2 separate regions of the Sus scrofa genome follow, and region 2 is linked to region 1. A link is a contact called in public promoter capture Hi-C data. All regions are on one chromosome and are shown on one strand. The core of a region is the stretch at or near the end of the contact, and the rest is flanking DNA. Distances in the headings are between cores, read along the strand shown. Region 1 holds the start of ANO8 (anoctamin-8). Region 2 holds the start of SMIM7 (small integral membrane protein 7).

What was found. Promoter capture Hi-C pulls out the DNA fragments that hold promoters and counts their contacts.
Region 2: a contact with region 1 is called in a promoter capture Hi-C map of liver, with 3 times the contacts expected there. The contact joins the promoter of SMIM7 here to the promoter of ANO8 in region 1. A contact is called at or near these places in 1 of 5 promoter capture datasets (liver) and 1 of 2 datasets of contacts at active chromatin or transcription factors (alveolar macrophages).

What each region holds. Positions count from the first base shown.
Region 1 is chr2:60,355,716-60,358,784 of Sscrofa11.1, forward strand. It overlaps ANO8 (anoctamin-8), which reads left to right and starts at 1,479. Exons shown (of 19, transcript XM_021083565.1): 1 at 1,479-1,809; 2 at 2,633-2,743; 3 at 2,856-2,988. The coding sequence starts at 1,758.
Region 2 is chr2:60,959,909-60,962,961 of Sscrofa11.1, forward strand. SMIM7 (small integral membrane protein 7) reads left to right here and starts at 1,624. Exons shown (of 5, transcript NM_001244720.1): 1 at 1,624-1,683; 2 at 1,766-1,807; 3 at 2,281-2,333. The coding sequence starts at 1,658. It overlaps TMEM38A (trimeric intracellular cation channel type A), which reads right to left and starts at 619. Exons shown (of 6, transcript XM_021083580.1): 1 at 401-619. The coding sequence starts at 524.

The sequences.
Region 1 (3,069 bases), core at 229-2,728:
ACCTATGCACTGACCCTGGGAAAATCTTGTCCATACTTCTGGGAAGATTTCTAGTTTTCTCGGAACTCTACAGTTCTCACCCCTCCCTAGATTTCCTCCCGCTGTCTCCATGGCCTCGTATACCCTTCTTCCTCTGACAAGCTCAGCCTCAGTGCCTAGCTCCAAGGTCCCCTTTGCCAGGAAGCTTCCCTAGAACCCCCAGCACAGTCCTCTCGCCCCTCTGGGCTACTCTGGCCCAGGTCTGCTGCTGCAGAGTTGAGTGTTCGGTTGGTCTATGGCTCCCCGAAAGCCAGAGGGGAGTCTCAGAGATTACTTTCAGGTTAACCCAGGACAGCGGCGGCTGATGGAATAAAGCGCAGATGGTGGAATTCCAGGCACCGGACGGGTGGGATCTCAGCAGGACGCTTTCGCACGACTAATTCTCTGGTTCTAGGACGGAGCGGGAGGGCGGCGCTCATATACTTTGGGAAGACGAACAGGATACAGGTCTAAAGACCCCATGCCTCGCTCTGCTCAATTTTTTCATTTGTAAAGAAGGGCAAACGATGACATTCGCCGTCTCCGAGTTCTGTCTGTCGAAAGTATACATCAAGTGCCTACTGTGTGAGAACAGAATTTGCCTGGGACTCTGCGCGCGCTGGCTTTTCAGTCTAATGGAGGAGGCCATTCAGGGTGGTCGGGAGGTCCAAGTGACAGGCAAAATACAGGGCACTCAGTTAAATGTGAATTTCAGATAAACAATGAGTAACGTTTTAGTGTAACTATATCCCATGCAATACTTGGGACATACTGAAAATTTATTCATTTATCCGAAATTCACATTTAACTAGGAGGACTGTAATATTATTATTGTTGTTGTTGCTTTTTAGGGCCGCACCCGCGGCATATGGAGATTCCTGGGCTAGGTGTCGAATCGGAGTTACAGCTGCCAGGCTATGCCACACCCACAGCAACGCCAGATCCAAGCCACCTCTGCGACCTACATCACAGCTCACCTCAGCGCCGGATCCTTAACCCACTGAGCGAGGCCAGGGATCGAACCTGCCACCTCATGATTCCTAGTCGGATTCGTTTCCCCGGCGCCACGTTGAGAACTCCAGAAGGACTGTATTTTTATTTGCTAAATTTGGTAACACAATCAGATCCTCTCTGAGGACGTTACATCTTTAAAGGTGTTGGAGTTAACTGGACAAAGGGTGTGAAGAGAGTCCTAGATAGCTGAACAGCATGTGCTAAGGCCCTAAGGCAGGCTCTGATATATTTATTCTCATCCCTGCTGCGGTGGTTGAAATTTCTGCTACCAGGAATTTCCCCCGACTAGGTCCGCCCCCTCCCACGTCCACCTCGGATTCCAAACAGATGTGGAAACTAAAGCTAGGAGGCGGAGGATCCAGGTCCACGGCGGGCGGGGACGAGACCCAGAATACCGTGCGGGCGGGGACCAGGAGGAGAATTCGCGTTCGGTGCGGGCGGGGACGAGCACCAGAGAGCGAGGTGGGCGGGCGAGAACGAAACTCAGAAAACAACACGGGCGGAGTCGAGAACCAGAGAACGACGGGCGCTGGGCCCAGGAGAATCGAGGTTCGGCGCGGACGGGGACGAGAAACAATCTCGGGCACGCGGGGACGGCGGCCGGCGCGGGCGGGCGCGGCCTTTGTCTCCACCTCCAGCGCACTCGGCTGCTGCACCGGCCCCATGAGCCCGCGGGCCCCCGGCGCCTGGGCCACCCGCAGCTCCTGACCCGCCCTGCCCTCGCCATGGCCGAATCCGCCTCCGGCGCCGGGGGCACGTCCCTGGAGGACGAACGTGGTAAGAGGCCTCCGCCGGAGGGCGAGCCTGCAGCCCCGGCGTCTGGAGTTCTGGGTATGTGTGCAGTGCCTGAATATGACAGGGTTGCAGGTGCCTGGGATGTTCACGGCGGCTGTACGGGGAGCGGGATTGGACTCAGCGGTCCCGGGCCTGGAGTCCAGTCGAGGGGCCCGTTCCTCCGGCACTGCGGCTGCGGCCCGGCGGGCGCGGCTGTGACCGTGCAGCGGTTAAGGGGTCCCAGAGCAGAGACACGGACACGCCCCTCCTAGAGCCCCGTCCCCGGGCTGAGCCTAGTCACCCCTTGGGCTACGGGATCGCGGCCCGGCAGTGATGCGCTTGGGAGGCCCTCTCCATAGAGGATACAGAATCACATAGTCCTGGGTTCAAATCCCTTTTCGACTGTGTGACCTTGAGCGCGTGACTTAGATGCTCTCTGCCTCAGTTTCCTCACCTGTGAAATGGGGGTAAGAACCGCACCCTGCTATGAGGAAGCTATGACATAATGTGGTGAGGCGCTCAGAGCTGCTAGTGAGTGCCCAGCGATTGTGGTTTTGGAGGCGGAGCTGGGCCTCTAGAATGAGTAAGATTTGTAAGGAAGGACCTGGGGGAAGGGCATTCCTGGAGAAGGACCTGGCTGGTGCAAGGACGTGGAGGGAAGGAAACAAGCCAAGGCCAGAGCTCACAGGGCCTTGAATGCCAGGCTGAATGCCCAGGAGCCCTGGCGAGTGTGTGATCAGGTGCCAGGGCTGGAGGGGCGGAGACTGGAGGCCAGGGTCCTGATCCAGGAGTGGGCTGACCCCATCCTGCCCTGCCTGCTCCCCAGATAAGCTTTTTGGGAAGCGGCTCCTGCAGGTGGGTCGGTACCTGGTGTCCCACAAGGCATGGATGAAGACAGTGCCTACAGAGAACTGCGATGTGTTGATGACCTTCCCAGGTACTTCTGCCCAGTAGCCCAAGGCCCCTGAGCTAAGCTTCTCTGAGTGGGAGTCTGTAGGAGGTCTTGGACCACTCGTGGCAAGACCCATCTGTCCCTGTACCCTTGGCAGACACGACCGATGACCACACGCTGCTGTGGCTGCTGAACCACATCCGTGTGGGCATCCCCGAGCTCATCGTGCAAGTCCGCCATCACCGCCACACGCGTGCCTATGCCTTCTTCGTCACCGCCACGTATGAGAGGCGAGTCCCTGTCCCTGGCCTCTCGCTGACCCTGCTACTCAGCTCCCCGCCCTTACAAGTGCCAACTGCGAGATCCAGCCA
Region 2 (3,053 bases), core at 374-2,873, 600 kb after region 1:
GCCAACCCCCGCCGGTGCCCTCACCACGACCTACGACCCTTGCCCAAGCACACGTGACCCTACCCAGCAGGACCCCAGACCTTCTCTCCTTGCTTCCTCCCCAGTACCTGCTCCCCCTCCTTTGAACAATCACTTTCCTTCCCTCTGGCTTGCATCAGCTTCCCTTCCCCCAGCCCCGCAATCCCAGGGGCTTCTCCCCTTGCCCTCCCTCCAGTCCCTACCCTCTTCCCGCTCCCGAATAGGAGAATCTCACGATCCCGGCACCTGCCTGCTCCCCCGAACCAGGCCCTGGGGCTGTCCCCTCCCCTCCACGATCCAGGCCTTTCTCTTCCTCCAGACCCCCAGGGTTTACCCCCGTCCCTTTAATGCCAGCCCTCTCCAGCCCCCAACCCAGGCTCACCTGGCTCATACTTGAGGTAGATAATGGAGACGATGAAATAGCTAAGGTCGAAGACAGGGAAGAGGGGCACCCGCGAGAAGCTGAGCGCCAGCTCGCCCAGGCTCAGCGCCGAGAGCAGCTCCATGGCGCCTGACGGGTCGCACCCCAGCCCCCGGCCGGGTGCGTCCAGCTGCCCGAGGCCCGGCGAATGCGCCCCGCTGCTGGACCCGCCCCCGCCCGCCAGGCACCGCCCCCAACCCGGCCCCCGCGGGAGAGGAGGGGCTACCGCTGGCTTCGGAGCGGGTCTTGGGACAATCCTGTCCTACGGAGCCCTGTCGGTCGAGTGTCACACAGTCAGTCCCTTCGGCCATCACGACCCCCAGCCCAGCGAAGTGGGCTTCGAGGGGTCCTTGTGGTGTGTGAGTTGGGCAGGGGAGCTGTCTTTGTAGGGGGACGAGATTCGCTCAGCACAGGGCCCAACAGGCAGGATGGATCATCAAGGACCGGTTCCCGTGGGGCTCGATTAGGACCCTCGTCTCTGTGGAGCCCCTAGATCAGGAGGACCTCCGTCCCTCGTGGGGCCGGATCAGTTGTGAACCCCATAATCCCGTGCACCAAAGGGCCCCTTCAGTCAGGACCCCTGTCGTCTATAAAGCTGTCATGATCTCAGCCCTCTGTAAGTCATGACATCTGTCCTCCACAAGGAACCCCGTCTTCCAAGGGAATCGGTCAGTTGGGACCCCTGCCCCCGGTACTGCCCGTCTAGTGTGGGATCCCGGCTCCCGTGGAGCCCGGGAGGAGGCCCTTTTGGAGTCCAATCAATCTGGGCCTCCATGCCCTGGAGAGCCCACTCTGTCAAGACCCATTCCCCTATGCAGTTCAAGGATCAGGGGACCGTGTTTCTCCAGAAGCCCCATCCGAGACCCCAACCCCACAACAGAAGCTGCTGCTCTAGTTCTCCAGCGCGCTGGTCCCTCAAGCCTGCGCGACTGGCTCGCAATTGGTGAACCAAGTCTGCCCCCAGATGGCTCCGCCCCTGGGAGACGTCAGGACCCCGCCCCGCCCTTTCTTGGTTACACTCTGGACCTCCCCAACAAGGAGCGGCGCTCTCTCTTTCTGAAGGGGGTTTGGTCTACAGCAGGCGGGACCCTGACTGCCTTGGTCTTTGATTGGCTCAGCCCTTGCCAGAGCTGCTTCGAGATTGGTCGGCTCGTGTTCCTCTCCCCTCCCTCCCAGAGGCTTCCGCTTCCTGTTCTGACGGACACTCCGGCCGTAACGATGATCGGGGACATCCTGCTGTTTGGGTAATTAGGGGGACCGGAAGATTGGGCCAGAGGGCCCGACGGGGTGAGGGGCGGCCCATGTAACCGTATTCTCCCTCTGCAGGACGCTGCTGATGAACGCCGGGGCGGTGCTCAACTTTAAACTGTGAGTAGGCCGCGTTGGACCGCAGCTCCATCCGGGGGACCCGTAGCCCCGCCCCCGAGAGCTTGAGCCCTTCCTACGCCGCGGGCCCTGCCCTCGAGTCCCAGCCCTCTGGCCCCGCCTTCATTATGGGCCATCCTCCTGTGACCCTCCAGGCCACAGCGACATGAAATCGGACTCTCCTGAGATCCCTCTGCTCACAAGCACGAGAGCCTCAGGCCCATCACCCAAGAATCTCTTAGCCCTAGCCTGTACCCTCAACCCCGCATCTGGCACCTTCGGACCACCCTCTCCACACCGTCCGTGGCTGCAGGCATAGCTGTGATGGGCGGGGCAGGGAGGATTATTGAACAGCGAGGTCACACAGCAAATCAGCGGTAAGGTTAGAGCTCCCCTCTGAGCTGGGAGTCAGGGCCCGGGGACTAAACGGTTTCTTTGTCCTGTTGAAAGTAGACGCTGTCTGCTTCTCCTTATAGGAAAAAGAAGGACACGCAGGGCTTTGGGGAGGAGTCGAGAGAACCGAGCACAGGTAAGGCCTTCTTTCTGAACTCTGGAATTGGTACATTTCAGCGAAGACAGTTCTTTCGCACCAGTTTTCTTTTTAAGTATGTGTGTGTGTGTGCGCATGTGCGTGTGCATGTAGTGGGCCTGAGTTTGTGATGTTCCTTCTATCCACTTCTGTCACCCGCTTCTTTCTCCTACCAGACCTCCCTGCATAGGTCAGCACTTATCTCACTTATTACAGTTATAATTTTTCTTTATGTGTGCTATCATCTGGTAAAGTCGCCCCTCACACTTGACCTTACACTCCAGAGAAGAGGCTCCAGCTTGTTTTGGCTCATCTCTGTGTCCTTGCAGTGCGAAGATTCCCACCATGAAGGAATGAATGAATGAGTGAATGAACAGCCTCACAAATAGCTATTATTTTCAGCATGCTGTGGACCTGTTTGTTTAATTTTCAATTAGATTGGTTTTCAGGTAAATCAGGAGATGTCATGTAAAAATTCAGAGGTCTGATTTTTAAGAAAAATCAGAGCACTCTACAACTGAGTTCAGGCGACCTTTTGGCACCTATTGAATGGGAGTCGAGATGCAGGACCCCACTGAAGCAGGGCATGTGACCTCTACCTCAGCCCAGCCCCAGCCCTCTTATTTTTATGTCATTCCATCTGCCCAGCCCATGGAGGCCCTAGAATTTATACCTCCTGCTGAATTGATTTGTTTAACTACTTGGAGTCTAATGGGACCT